Regions from separate parts of the Mus musculus genome. Here region 1 is linked to region 2. A link is a contact called in public promoter capture Hi-C data. All regions are on one chromosome and are shown on one strand. The core of a region is the stretch at or near the end of the contact, and the rest is flanking DNA. Distances in the headings are between cores, read along the strand shown.

Region 1 (5,991 bases), core at 34-2,533, 37 kb after region 2:
GGACCAGCCCTGGACAGGGATGGTCAGGGATGAGTGAGGCAAGAAGCGAACAGCCCCTCTGCCCCTGCTGCCCTGTGAGCCACCTTAGCCCATACTACTTCCCAGCAGCTTGGTACTCACTTAAGTCTTCAGCGAGTAGTCACTGAGTCTGGAGTCTTTAGAATAGAGTCTGAAAGGCTTTCAGTAAATTAGTGATCTGTTCTCAGCCTCCAAAAGGATGGGATTGAAGTCTGAGCTGAATGATTTTAGATTCGGTGGGTTGATATTTTTGCTGTTTATTTGCTTGTTTTTGAAAAAGCAGCCATCAGTAAAATTTGTCAAAGCATCATTATTCCCTGACTTGTATCTTCCAAGACTCAAAGTATGCTAGGTTAAATGTAATTTAACTAGCTTCTCCTAAACAAAAAAATATAAAAACTGAAAGGAAGTAATAGCTGGGAGGGGTGAATGAGGTCAGAAATTAAAAATTTTTTCCTAGGAACTGTGTGTTGCTCCTGAACCCCCCCCCCCCCGCCACAACTGTCCAATCACAGCTGCTGGAGCTGAACCTACATCTCTGTGTGTGTTCTAGAAATGAGATTGCCTAAAAGGAAAGGGACAGAGACTTAAATCAGCAGAGAGAATAACAAGGCAGTGGCACGTGTTGTCACATAAACTAAAGGTGTGTGACATGTTTTGTTCCAAGACTTAATTTACAATTACCTTCTAAGATGCAAATCATACACTCAGTTAAGCCCACTAAAATATTCTAATGGCATTTTACTGAGTTGGTATCTAGTAGTTATTCTCTCACATGAAATTGTCCCTCCAAGTCTCAGGCCCTAGTGTGATAAGAACTTGACTCTGTACTTTGTGTCGCATATCAGAGCATCGTGAAACATGAAGGTTTTACTGAGCTGTAAACTGACAGGTCTATCAGCCCTTTAGATTCTCAACATTCATGAATAACTAGCACATGACTACTCAGTATGAGTGAGTTGTGCTTTTTTTTTAATCAAAAGACAGTTTGCTTAGTGAAATCTAAAATGTTTCATCATGTATTAGAGCAGTGCGTGTGTATAAATAAATTCCATAATACAAATAATTAGGTTTGTTGATTTATATCTTACTTCAAAAGATCCACAGGGATTCATAAAATCAGGATTCTTAATGAGAAATTGCTTTTCTTCAGTCCTATTCAGTTTTAAAGGGTGATTCCACAAACCATTTCTGCACTGTAACCTGTTAGGTTATGCAAGAAGGTTTTTAATGTCTTCAAAAACATAATAAAATAAAATGACCAGCTTCTTCCTTGGTGCTGCCTACGAGGTGGCTGCCATCTGTTTTGCGGCATCATGGCTGCCCTCCGGCCTCTGGTGAAGCCCAAGATCGTCAAAAAGAGGACCAAGAAGTTCATCAGACACCAGTCAGACCGATATGTGAAAATTAAGCGAAACTGGCGGAAACCCAGAGGCATCGACCACAGGGTGCGGAGAAGGGGCCAGATCCTGATGCCCAACATCGGTTACGGGAGCAACAAGAAAACCAAGCACACGCTGCCCAGCAGCTTCCGCAAGTTCCTGGTCCACAATGTCAAGGAGCTAGAGGTGCTGCTGATGTGCAACAGATCTTACTGTGCTGAGATTGCTCACAAGGTGACCTCTAAGAACCGAAAAGCCATTGTAGAAAGAGCAGCACAGCTGGCCATCAGAGTCACCAATCCCAACGCCAGGCTACGCAGCGAAGAAAATGAATAGACGGCTTATGTGCATGTTTTATGTTTGAGTAAAATCACAAAACCTGAAAAAAAAAATAAAATAAAATGACCAAAGAGCAAGTAATATGACAAATAGCCAAAAAGGTGAAAGTTAATATTTAATCTTTCTGCTTACTTGATTTTATCTAACATTAACAATGAAGGGTTTCATGATTTTCTGTAACAGCCCATATAAGGTTAAAGATTAACATTTTTATGTAGCATCTTAAGATGTTTTAAGGCTAGGGTCTAGCACATGTTTCTCATGTAGGAAGCCCTGGCTTTGATTCCTGAAACCAATAAGAAGGCTTCTTGCTTTGAGTCGTTTGGTTTTGTAGTTTTTTTCTGATAATCAAAATTCCCAACTTAAGCTGGAAACAATATGCTCAGGAGATCAGGGTCATCCATAGCAACATTCAACGCCAGCCTAGGTTACGTGAAACCTTGCTACCCAAACCCAAGGAAAAGTGTGATGTCAGTCAGAGTCATTAGAAAAAGCCTAGCAAATACTCCATCCAGAGACGTTAGCTACATTTCAATGAAATGACGTCACTGAGAACTAAAAAGTGTTTATGTACTTGCAGTTTTCTATGTGTGGGAGTTCTTCCTTAACAAGTGTGGAGCTAGGAGTCTTGAGAATTCTTCATAGATTCATAAAGAGATATATTAAGTATGTTTAGAGGTATACGATGGTTATTAATGGCTGGACAGTGGTGGCCCATGCCTTTAATCCCAGCACTTGGGAGGCAGAGCCAGGCAGATCTCTGAGTTTGATGCCAGCCTGATCTACAAAGTGAGTTCCAGGAGAGCCAGGGCTACACAGTGAAGTCCTGTCTTGGGTTGGTGTGGGGGTCAGATGAGTGTTAATGACCAGATGGGGCCCGTGTCCTTGAGCAGTTCTCAGTCATGTGAACATAGTATTTTGAACTTTTCATATGTATGGATATTGCTTTTCTGTCTACAGTTTACAACACCTGAGCTGATCCAAGGCCTCTAGGAGAGATCCAAAGCCACACCTTGGGTGTGAAATCAAATATTGTGTTCTAGGATTGTGTTCCTCATTATATTAAATGTGCTTCCGGTTTATAGCAGTTAACCCTTTTAAATTTAAATCCCCAAACAGATCTGGGGTGTGGCAGCTGTCATGATATCTACTCAGCAATTTCATAGCCAATAGCAATAGATGACCTAAATTCTCCCATGAGAGTGGGTGAGGCCAGGTTCGACATGTTACAACCAAGCAGGTTGTAAACTTGCTTCTTCTGGAGAGTAAGGGCAGCACAGAAGGTCTGATCTACCAGGAATTGGACAGTCTTTCCAAATGACAGACAGCGGGCAGTGAGGCAGGTGCTGTGCCTGCAGTCCCAGTGCGAGGCTGTACAGAGCAGCAGGGAGATCATAAGTCTGAGGCCAGGTGTGCTTTTTAGCAAGATCCTGTCCCAAAACCAGAACAAGACTGCCCACAGCCACAAGGGTAGTTTTGCCTTTTGTAGTCTGAGTGAGTTTTAGGTATGAAATGAAGGAACTGAATCTATTAAGATGCAAAGGTGAATTTATTTTTCAGTTGTCTTTTTAAAACAACACTACTTCTCAGATTTATTTTAGGTTATGAAAATATACGAGCCGGGCATGGTGGCGCATACCTTTAATCCCAGCACTCAGGAGGCAGAGGCAGGCGGATTTCTGAGTTCGAGGCCAGCCTGGTCTACAAAGTGAGTTCCAGGACAGCCAGGGCTACACAGAGAAACCCTGTCTCGAAAAACCAAAAAAAAAAAAAAAAAAAAAGTTAGTAATACATAACTCTTTACAGAAACATATAAGAAACATTGCCCACAATCCTGTCACCACAATGCAGAGCCTTCATGTATTCACTTCAGTATCCATGTGCATAACTGTAATTGAGTTACAAGCCACAGTACTGCCTCTGAGTGCTTTAATGTTGCTGGTCATATTTTAATCCATGGAGGGATATTTCCCCATTGGCTATTGTTATTTTGGGGTGTTTGTTTGTTTGTTCTAACAGACCATCAGTGTCAGTAATGCAGTGTGTTAGCTCTCTGCACCGTGTTGAGCAGCAGTAGGTCCCTGCTGATGGATTCACTCTTCCTTCCCTGCCTTGCCCTGGTCCCCAGCAGCAGGCCTTCCCTGCGTCTGTGAGTTTGGTGTGTGCATCAAACTGCATCTTGTCCTGTGACTCAAACACTTCTCGTAGGAGAATCCCTGCCAAGCTTCCTTCTACAGGATTGTTATTGTGTGCATGTGCCTGTGCGTGCGTGCGTGCGTGCGTGCATGCGTGTGTGTGTGTGTGTGTGTGTGTGTGCGTGTGCGTGCGCGCGTGTGTGTGTGTGTGTGTGTGTGTACCATCTTTCCTCTGTCCATTCAGCACTAAATGGATATTTCAGGCGTACCCTTGTGTGTGTGGTGAAAATGTGAGCAAGGGGTGCTCTGAGGTCCTGATTCCCACTTCTCTGAACCATAATTTTGGCTCTAGCATTTGTTGGTTGCTTGGGTTTTGTTGTTGTTAGTTTAGTTTGGTTTGGTTTGGGTTTGTTTTTTTGTCTTTTTCAATTTTTCCCACCAGTAGTAGTAAACGAGGGTTCTAGTTTTTCTCCATCTCTATCAACATTTGTGATGTTTTAATTTAAAAGTCCTGAGTATGAAATGCTATCCCACCATGATTTTAATGCATCTCCACGTTGCTTGGAGGAATTAGTCACTTCATAGATGCGTGACCATTCGTATTTGCAGGGTTATGCATGCGAGGATGCAGCCCATTACAGGTCAGAGTACATCTGAAAGAAGTTACATCTGCACGGAACATACACACAATGTCTTTTTTTTTCATTAACTCCACATAGGGACCAGGCCTCCAACATTTGAACCCTTAGAATGTCTCCACACAGACCAGTTATTTTTGCATTTGTTTGTGTGTTTGAGACAAGGGTTCACACTGTAGCCCAGGCTAGACTACAACTCCCAGTACCACTCCTGCCTGAACCACTATGCCTACCTTGCACCAAATTTCTTATCCCTAATTCTTTGTTTGTTTGTTTGTTTGTTTTTCAAGACAGGGTTTCTCTGTATAGCCCTGGCTGTCCTGGAACTCACTTTGTACACTAGGCTGGCCTCGAACTCAGAAATCCGCCTGCCTCTGCCTCACAAGTGCTGGGATTAAAGGCGTGTGCCACCACGCCCGGATGTAATTTCTTATCCCTAATTCTTATAAATGGTTCTTTGAATGAATAGTAACTAAGAAAAGTTTTTCTAAGTTGTGAAGAGATCATGTGAATAAGGTTGAGTTGTCATGTCTGTATCAGCAGTAGTAATGGGCTTAATTGGTCAAACGAAGGTGGCTTCTGGTAGGTAGAAGATGGCTAAACATTTGTAATTCAGAATTAGAACTAAGTAGACCATTGGGGACCTGCTGATAGAGCCTCCAGCAGTTTTGGAAGAGCCTCAGGTTTCTGTGTGCCTGGTAGACAAAGAACTACCCAGAAGTAAAATATTGAAAAGTAGCAGTTTTGCTCTTTTCCAAAGTTCTAAACTAACAATGAGTAGGACATTTATCTTTGCACATACACAGATAACAAATAAAAGCTCAAAAAAAGAGGGAGTTCCTCGACCTAGAATCCTGCCACTCTAGCAGCTGAGGCAGGAGGATCGAGTTTGAAATCAGTATAAGGAGAGCTTCACAAGATGCTGTCTCAAAAAACAAACCAAAATAGAAATTAGTCTGTTCTGTATTTGTTAATGTAAGAACTACTAATAAACAGACTGAGCACTTGGAAATTATTTCTTCAGCGTTCGTTGCTTTTTTTTTATCAGTTCATATTATTTAACAAACTGTCAAAATATTTTATGCACCCAGTACCTCTAATCCAACGTAAAAAAGAGCAAACTTCCCTCCTAAAATATATTGGGAATACCCATGTCCAATTATATGTAATAATCATAGTTACACATTGTTCTCTTGTCGTTAGCAGGAAGTAGTCTCTTCATTCCAACACATGTTCTAATGGTGAGAAAAGAAAGCCCTTTGCAGGTTATGGAAAGTAGTTCGGTCTCCTAGGACCCCAGTTCTCAGTAAACACCAGCTAAGCTACCATGCTCAGAAGGTGTCCTCTGACCTGCAAGCCCGGGCTTCTAAAGCCGGTCAGCTCCAACAAATTACTTGTAGGGCAAAATCCTAAGCAAAGCATTTAAAAATGCAGAAGCAGCTTGGATTTATTATAAATTAATGACATAGGATGTTCATT
Region 2 (6,567 bases), core at 1,846-4,345:
GGCATTTTCATGGCAACCTTTGACCTCCACACACATCCACATTAATGAGCATATGAATATACCACAACCACATATACCAAAAAGAAAACTGGCATCAAATGTGTGTCCTCAATGAAAGGAGACCAAGTCTCGATATTCTTAGGTCTATGTAAGAGCAAAAACACCTATATCAAATATTGGATTGGAGCATTAAAGAAATCAACCTCAGGCTGAGAGGAGGTTCCGTGGGCAATAGTAGGAAAATGGGAAGTTGTGTGCTTCGTGGGTAGGACAACTCAGTTTTATCATTAGTTGATATTGGGCTGCTTCCCTCTCCATGATAATCATAGCTTGACAGAGCTTGGCAGCAGTCAGGATTCATAAAGCCCCAGGACAAATGCGTCTTGAGGCCTAAGGCAGGTGACCCAGCTGGCTACTTGACTTTGGCCTTTCTGTGCCCATTTCCTGTCAGTCAGGTGGTGGTGGCTCAGTGCTATTCTTTTTTTTTGGGGGGGGGGGGTTTCGAGACAGGGTTTCTCTGTATAGCCCTGGCTGTCCTGGAGCTCACTTTGTAGACCAGGCTGGCCTCGAAAGGCTCAGTGCTATTCTGACACTCACTGTGACATTTCCAAAGGGCCTAGCACAGCCTCTGCTGTGGTAAAGCTGAGCATGTTTCCAGTCGGGGGTTCTTGCTCTATCGTTGGACACTTGGACTCATGGCTTCTTTAGAGCTGACTTCTGGCCCTTCATTCAGGGTTTCACTCCTTCCAGTAAAGGTTGTCAAAAATAGCTTATCGTGTTAAAGCAAACGCCTTCACTTAGGTGATTTTCACACAGATATAAACCATATTTCATGGTCTCTCAGGCTAGAGAGTGAAGAATCCACTCTGTCGTTGGGGGATTGCCTACTGACATGGACACAAAAGAAACCGAGTCACCAGCTGGGCATGGTGGATAATGACTTGGGTCCCGTGTCCTGTCGCTTCACTGCTCTTCCCTAAGCCCCGGCACATGAAGCTTCTTGGGGAAATCTGTTGTCAATGTGGATGAATTAAACTCCAAAGCCTTTGCTTTGCTGTGAGGCCTTGTGAACTCACCCTGGAAGTAAGGGAACCACAGTCTGTGTTTGCCTAACCCAGTAGCACATAGGCTAACACAATTCTCCTGGCCTTCTTTCAAGCCACCAGTCTGGATCTAAATGTGCACTCACTTAGTTAAATCACAAGCCTTTGGAGGGAAGGGTTTTTGAGAATTTGTCCATTTCCGTGGGGTTTGCTAGCCATTATACCCAGCACTGGGCAGGGAGGTGCAAATGAATGAAAACGGTGTGTCTCAAGAGGGTTTATAGTAGAGAAGAAAACACCTTGAAGATAAATGCAAAACACTGTGCTGGTTACAGTGGGTGTGCTGTAGATGTGGTAACCTTTTATTTATCAGCCACCTCTTATGAGCACTGTATTTGTTTAACCCTTACCCTCAACCTGATAAAATAGTCATCACCCAGCTGTCCAGAGAAAACTGGGCCACTAAGAAGAGTAAAGTACACTAGCCGAAGTTTGTTTCATACAAAAGACATGTTAGCTTACAGGCGATGCCACTAGACTCCTTCAGGGACCTAGCAATGACTCACTTCATCACCTGCTCCCAAGTGCAGGTGGCTCACCAGGTGACTTTTATAAAAAGGACTTTTTGATTTCCCAGCCAGTCTGCTGGCATCTCTTCCTGTCATCCTCTGTCCCCCACTTCTCTGCCCTCATGACTTTCCTCTAGTCTGTCTGCCTCCACCCCTTCTCCAGATCCTTACTCCCCTCCCTTCCCCCAAAGGCCTGTTACATGGTGTGATTTCTCAGGGGGCACCTTGGCATGGGACCCCAGGTCCCACACATATGCGGAGTTAGAATCTTTGACAGTGTGTAGGAGAGTCGTTTAGGGGGAAGGATTGCCTTTGACATTAGATTTAATTTGGATTAAAGGCCAAAAGAAAATAACTTTTTTTTCCTTCATTTAGCAATTAGCATTTTTGAATTGTTATTTGTTGCTATAAAAACTATTGATTAAAAAAAAATTACTGTACAAATTTGAAGCAACATAAAAATGGAAAGTCTTAAAATGAGCAAACTTACTTCAGAACGAAACAAAAATCATACGGCGGCTGCATGCTTCTGAGAGAATAGTCCTAAAGAACCGAAACTGGGTGACTAGCCGAGACCTGTTTGGCAGACGCCCGGGCATTGGGATAAGGAGAGCTGTCATGCAGTGGCAGGCAGCTGGGACTCCCCTCTTTGGCTTTGTCTCTGTCCTTTCAGCCTGACTTTCAGAGAAAGTGTTTTTAGTTGAAAGAGGCAGTCTCCAATTTCTGGTCTCCTTGGAGGGTTTCGGTATTGTGCTGGTGGGCCTCATGAACGAAGCGAACAGTGTATCTTGAGAGAGTTTATACATGAGTTGAGAACACATTGAAAATGAATTCGAAGCCCCATACATCAGGACAGATGCCACCAAGGCTCAGCCTATACAAACATGGGTGTTTGTGTCAGGAGAGTGAGGCAGCGGCGGCGGGATGCCTGCCTTATCTTTACTTACTGTAATAGACCACGAGGGAGGGGGAGAAGGAAACCCCTCTCCTGTCCTGAAGAATTAGCTGCTGCTCCTGCAGACGAACCCGTTTCTCCTGCTCCACCATTCCGCCGCTCAGCTCTGCCACCCAGAGGAGGAGGGAGCTGCCCTGTGCAGCTAAGCCTCTGCTGGTGGGTTCTGAGGACTGCATCCCAGGGCAGCTGGAACTGCTCCCAGCCTCCTTCATTAGGCTATGTCAGGGTTGTCAGGGCAACTGTTCACAGCAGGCATCATGTCATCTTTTGCCCTCCGCTGCATGCTGAATGTTTTGCTGTGCGGTAGCAAAAAGAAGACTGGGAAAGCTGGCTCTGATTGACCAAGGCTAGGCAGTCCAAGGGAGGCATCGGAACCTGCGTGCCTTTAATAGAGGCCTTCTGAAATGGGTGTGTGCGCGCGTGCGCGTGTGTGCATGTGCGAGAGTGTTTACTCACCAGCGCCTGTGCCTATTGGGGGGAATAAGTGGGAGGGGGCTGCTGCTAGGTGAGGGGCAGCAGCAGGACCTCAGTTGCCAAGTAGCTGGTAGTATCTGTCAGCTGTTCTCACTGTTTACCCATAGGGGATCTATTACAAGTGCTCAAATGAACAGGCAGCTTAGGAGCTAGCAGCTTCTGGGAGCTGCAATTACATAAGCATATATATTTAATATAATTGCCGAACAAGTAGCAGCGTTATGCCTGGGTCAGCTACAGCGATCCGACAAGAGAGACTGAAGAAGACTCCTGCAAGGACAATTCCCCTTGCTCTATTCACCATTAATGAGGAAGATGAGCTGCAGAAGAGTGGAAATGCCAGAAGACCCAAAGGTATGCATCAGCCCTACCCCTCACTGGAGCCGGATCCAGCACTGTTCTTACATTGATTATCGCACGGGTTCCGAACTGCACGCGCAATGCCTGCTTCTCGAGTATTCGTGACCTAACACAGCTTGCTGGTCACGCTCGCACACCCTCGGGGTATGGAGTCTGATGGAGTGGAAATAAATTTTGTAGGTTTGGTCTATTTCAGGTCAGCTTACTTTTTAAGACCCAAACTATTTTCCTAGTATAAAGGTCTTTAATATTCACTCCTTCATTTAAACAGGGGCCAGTGACTCTGACCTCGTGGGGGAATAAATTTGGCTTCAAGGGGTTTAAAGGAACAGTACCCTCACTTTCCTGTAGCCACGTCGGATCATTTCTGTTTACTTCAGTGAAATGAGCTTCTCTGTAAAAAGGACGGATTAGGTAAAGTGATTTTTTTTCCAGAGCTCCCTCCCCACGGGCAGAAGATGAGCATGCTTCCAGGTTCCTTCTACTCAGATGCTGAGGGAGAAGGAAGGCAGGCAGGCAAACTTGGGCAGCCAGGGAGAGGGAGCAGCATGAGGTCTCGCTTCTGACTGCTGCTGCTGAGTACTCTGTGCCACTTCAGACATGCTGGCTACAGAACACAGAGGTCTGAGCCTTGAGTGTCCCCTTGTGCTGATGACATGGCAGCAGCTGCTCAGGCTTCAATCCCATGGATGTCCTTCCGAGGTGTTGTCTCATAGCCACTCTCATGCATCTTTGAAGAAGGGCTTTTAGGATTGCACTTAAATTTTCCAGCATCCTGTAGGCGTCTTCCTGCAAGCTGTTCTCTCTAGCAGAAGAGGTACCTATCTGTTTATTTTTATGAGCTGTTTGGGTCTTATATTCTGTCACTGGCAAATTTTCTATCACCGACATTATCAAATTTTCCATAGTGTGGCTCTAGCCACTGACGCTTTGTTCCTAGCTCCAAAATGAACCATGTTGCTTTTGCTAAATATAATGGAAACTGTGTACTTTAAACCCAAAAGTAAGTTTTTCTTCCATTCTTGAAAAGAGTATTATCACTGCAGATGATTTCTGTTTGTTGTCGGGGTTTCTGTCGGAATGCCCAGTGACCTCAGAAACTCAGTGTTGCTGTAGAGGGGGGATATTTCTTCAGTTGCTCATGGGTTGACAGCTGAGTCCGAGCAGGCTGCTCTCAGTGAGACCCCTCCAAGGTGGTCAGCAGCCAGTCATTTATTCTCTGCAGAATTGGGAACTTTTTTTAAAGTTAATGCCAATTTGTTGAAGCATTCCCATGGTGTATTTGTCAAAACATCCTGGCTCGGTGAGTCTTCCCTGGAGTGTCCTGCAATTATCATTTTGGATAGCTACCCATTTTTTCTTACTTTTCATGACTTTTTCTTCCTGGCTTCTTTGTTTTTAATTTTCCTTCCAAATAAAACCTGTCCTTGGGTAGTTCCTTTAAAAGAAAAGGAGAGAGGGGAAAGTCAGTTCTAAAGATGTTTGGGTATCCACCAAGAATCTTAAACCAAGGAGTTCTGATCCCCTGCTGTTTATCCCTTTTTATGTCTGTGTGTGTGTGTTTGTGTGTGTGTGTGCGCGCGTGTGCGCGTGTGTGTGTGTGTGTGTGTACGTGTGCTTGATGGTTGGGATACATGGGGAGGATTCCATTCTATTAAGGATGACCAGGGTTTCTTTACATCCATATATGTCTCTAATTTATGACCTAGGAAACAAAATGAGCTGATGAATAATTCTGGATATCTCTGATTATGCTTAATGAATAAAAGCACTGTGGCTGTGGTTTTCGGTTTCTCTTCAAGCATCTGAGTAGCAGGAATGTCCATTTTCTAGTCCAGCTCTGCCTAGTAGAAAATCACAGCCGTGTTTCATTTCCGCACTGTCCAGTGTGATAGCCATTAGCCACGTGCAGCTACAGAGCACTTGAAATAAAGCTAGAACAATGGAGAAACTGATCTATTATATTTAGTTTACTTAAGTCCAAGTCGCCACATGAGACTGCTTTATAGGCCCACAGAGTCTGTCCTATAGAGCTGTGACATAGGTTCGTGTTGACAAACTCCCAGTGCCAGACATGGTTAGGTCTTGTGGTAAAAAGAGGAAGACAAGGGAGTTCAGGATGCATGAAGTCCTGAGTTCAATCCCAGCATAGCATGAACTGAGTGTGGTGTCCCATGAAGTGTAATCTACAGACCCAGTAGTTCAAGGTTACCTTTGGATACATGAGCAAGCCCAAGCTACATGAGTTCCAGTCTCAGAAACAAAACAAATTTTAAAAGCCGATCATGAAACCTACAAGCCCGGTTGGTCAGTACACTGTAGCTGGACAGACAGATTGTTCCTCTCCTCCTCCTCCTCCTCCTCCTCCTCCTCCTCCTCCTCCTCCCCCTCCCCCTCCCCCTCCCCCTCCCCCTCCCCCTCCCCCTTCCCCTCCAGGTGTTCCTTACAGTCACTATTGCTGTATTATATCATCTTTTGCAACTTTTAACGGGGCTTCTATTTCCAAACAGAACCTGATGATACAGGTTGCCTTCTATGTATGACTGTTAAGCAATCAAACTTGGTTTTCTTCCCATTCCACGGCCTAATCAGCCAAGCATGTCTGAACTTGGTGCACAGTGCTGGTTTGCATGCCTAATAGGTTTTTCCCTGTCATCAGTAGTTAAGAACCTTGCTGTCTGGCTTGATTAAGAGGAGCGCTTCTGGCGAGGCTCACTCAGGGCTAATGATGAGTACTGTATTCTCAGGTGTACATACTGTTGAGGAACCATCACCACACACTCACAGGAATGAATGGGGCAACCACCACCTAGACTCCGAGGTGGCGTGGCTTCTGAGTTACTTGGAGTGAGAGAGGAATCTGGTTAGCTAGCCGACAGGATCACTTCTTAAAGCAGCGAGCACATGTCCACGGGATTGGGATTGGCGCGCACATGCATTCCGTGCCTCGCCGTTGCTGACATATAGCCTTTAAATCAGCAAGTGAGACAGATCCTACTGCTTGTCGACCCCCAAATGCTGAGCCTCTGAGTGATGCTGACCTTAGGCCTGCCTGAGCGAGGTTTTGCAGGCAGTTCTGTAAGTGAATGCCTTTGCTATGTTCCGAGGCATGCCATCCGAGTTTTTCTAAGCATGGCATGTTATTAAGTAATAAGACATTTTTCTC

Evidence for each region. Capture Hi-C pulls out chosen DNA fragments and counts their contacts.
Region 1: a promoter capture Hi-C map of pancreatic islet shows a contact between it and region 2. The contact joins the promoter of Rpl32l here to the promoter of Map7 in region 2. A contact is called at or near these places in 1 of 15 datasets of contacts at CTCF or cohesin (CD8 T cells), 8 of 484 Hi-C or Micro-C datasets (the AtT-20 cell line, Sertoli cells, cerebral cortex and 4 more), 5 of 115 datasets of contacts at active chromatin or transcription factors (double positive thymocytes, embryonic stem cells, kidney and 1 more) and 3 of 9 other capture datasets (adipose tissue, liver and pancreatic islet).

Annotation. Positions count from the first base shown.
Region 1 is chr10:20,207,156-20,213,146 of GRCm38.p6, forward strand. It overlaps Rpl32l (ribosomal protein L32-like), which reads left to right and starts at 1,284. Exons shown (of 1, transcript NM_001101561.2): 1 at 1,284-1,875. The coding sequence starts at 1,335. The coding sequence ends at 1,736. The region is part of intron 1 of Map7 (microtubule-associated protein 7); the gene reads left to right.
Region 2 is chr10:20,167,927-20,174,493 of GRCm38.p6, forward strand. Map7 (microtubule-associated protein 7) reads left to right here and starts at 3,096. Exons shown (of 18, transcript NM_001358787.1): 1 at 3,096-3,395. The coding sequence starts at 3,263. It overlaps Gm51795 (a long non-coding RNA gene), which reads right to left. Exons shown (of 2, transcript XR_003948992.1): 2 at 3,319-4,839.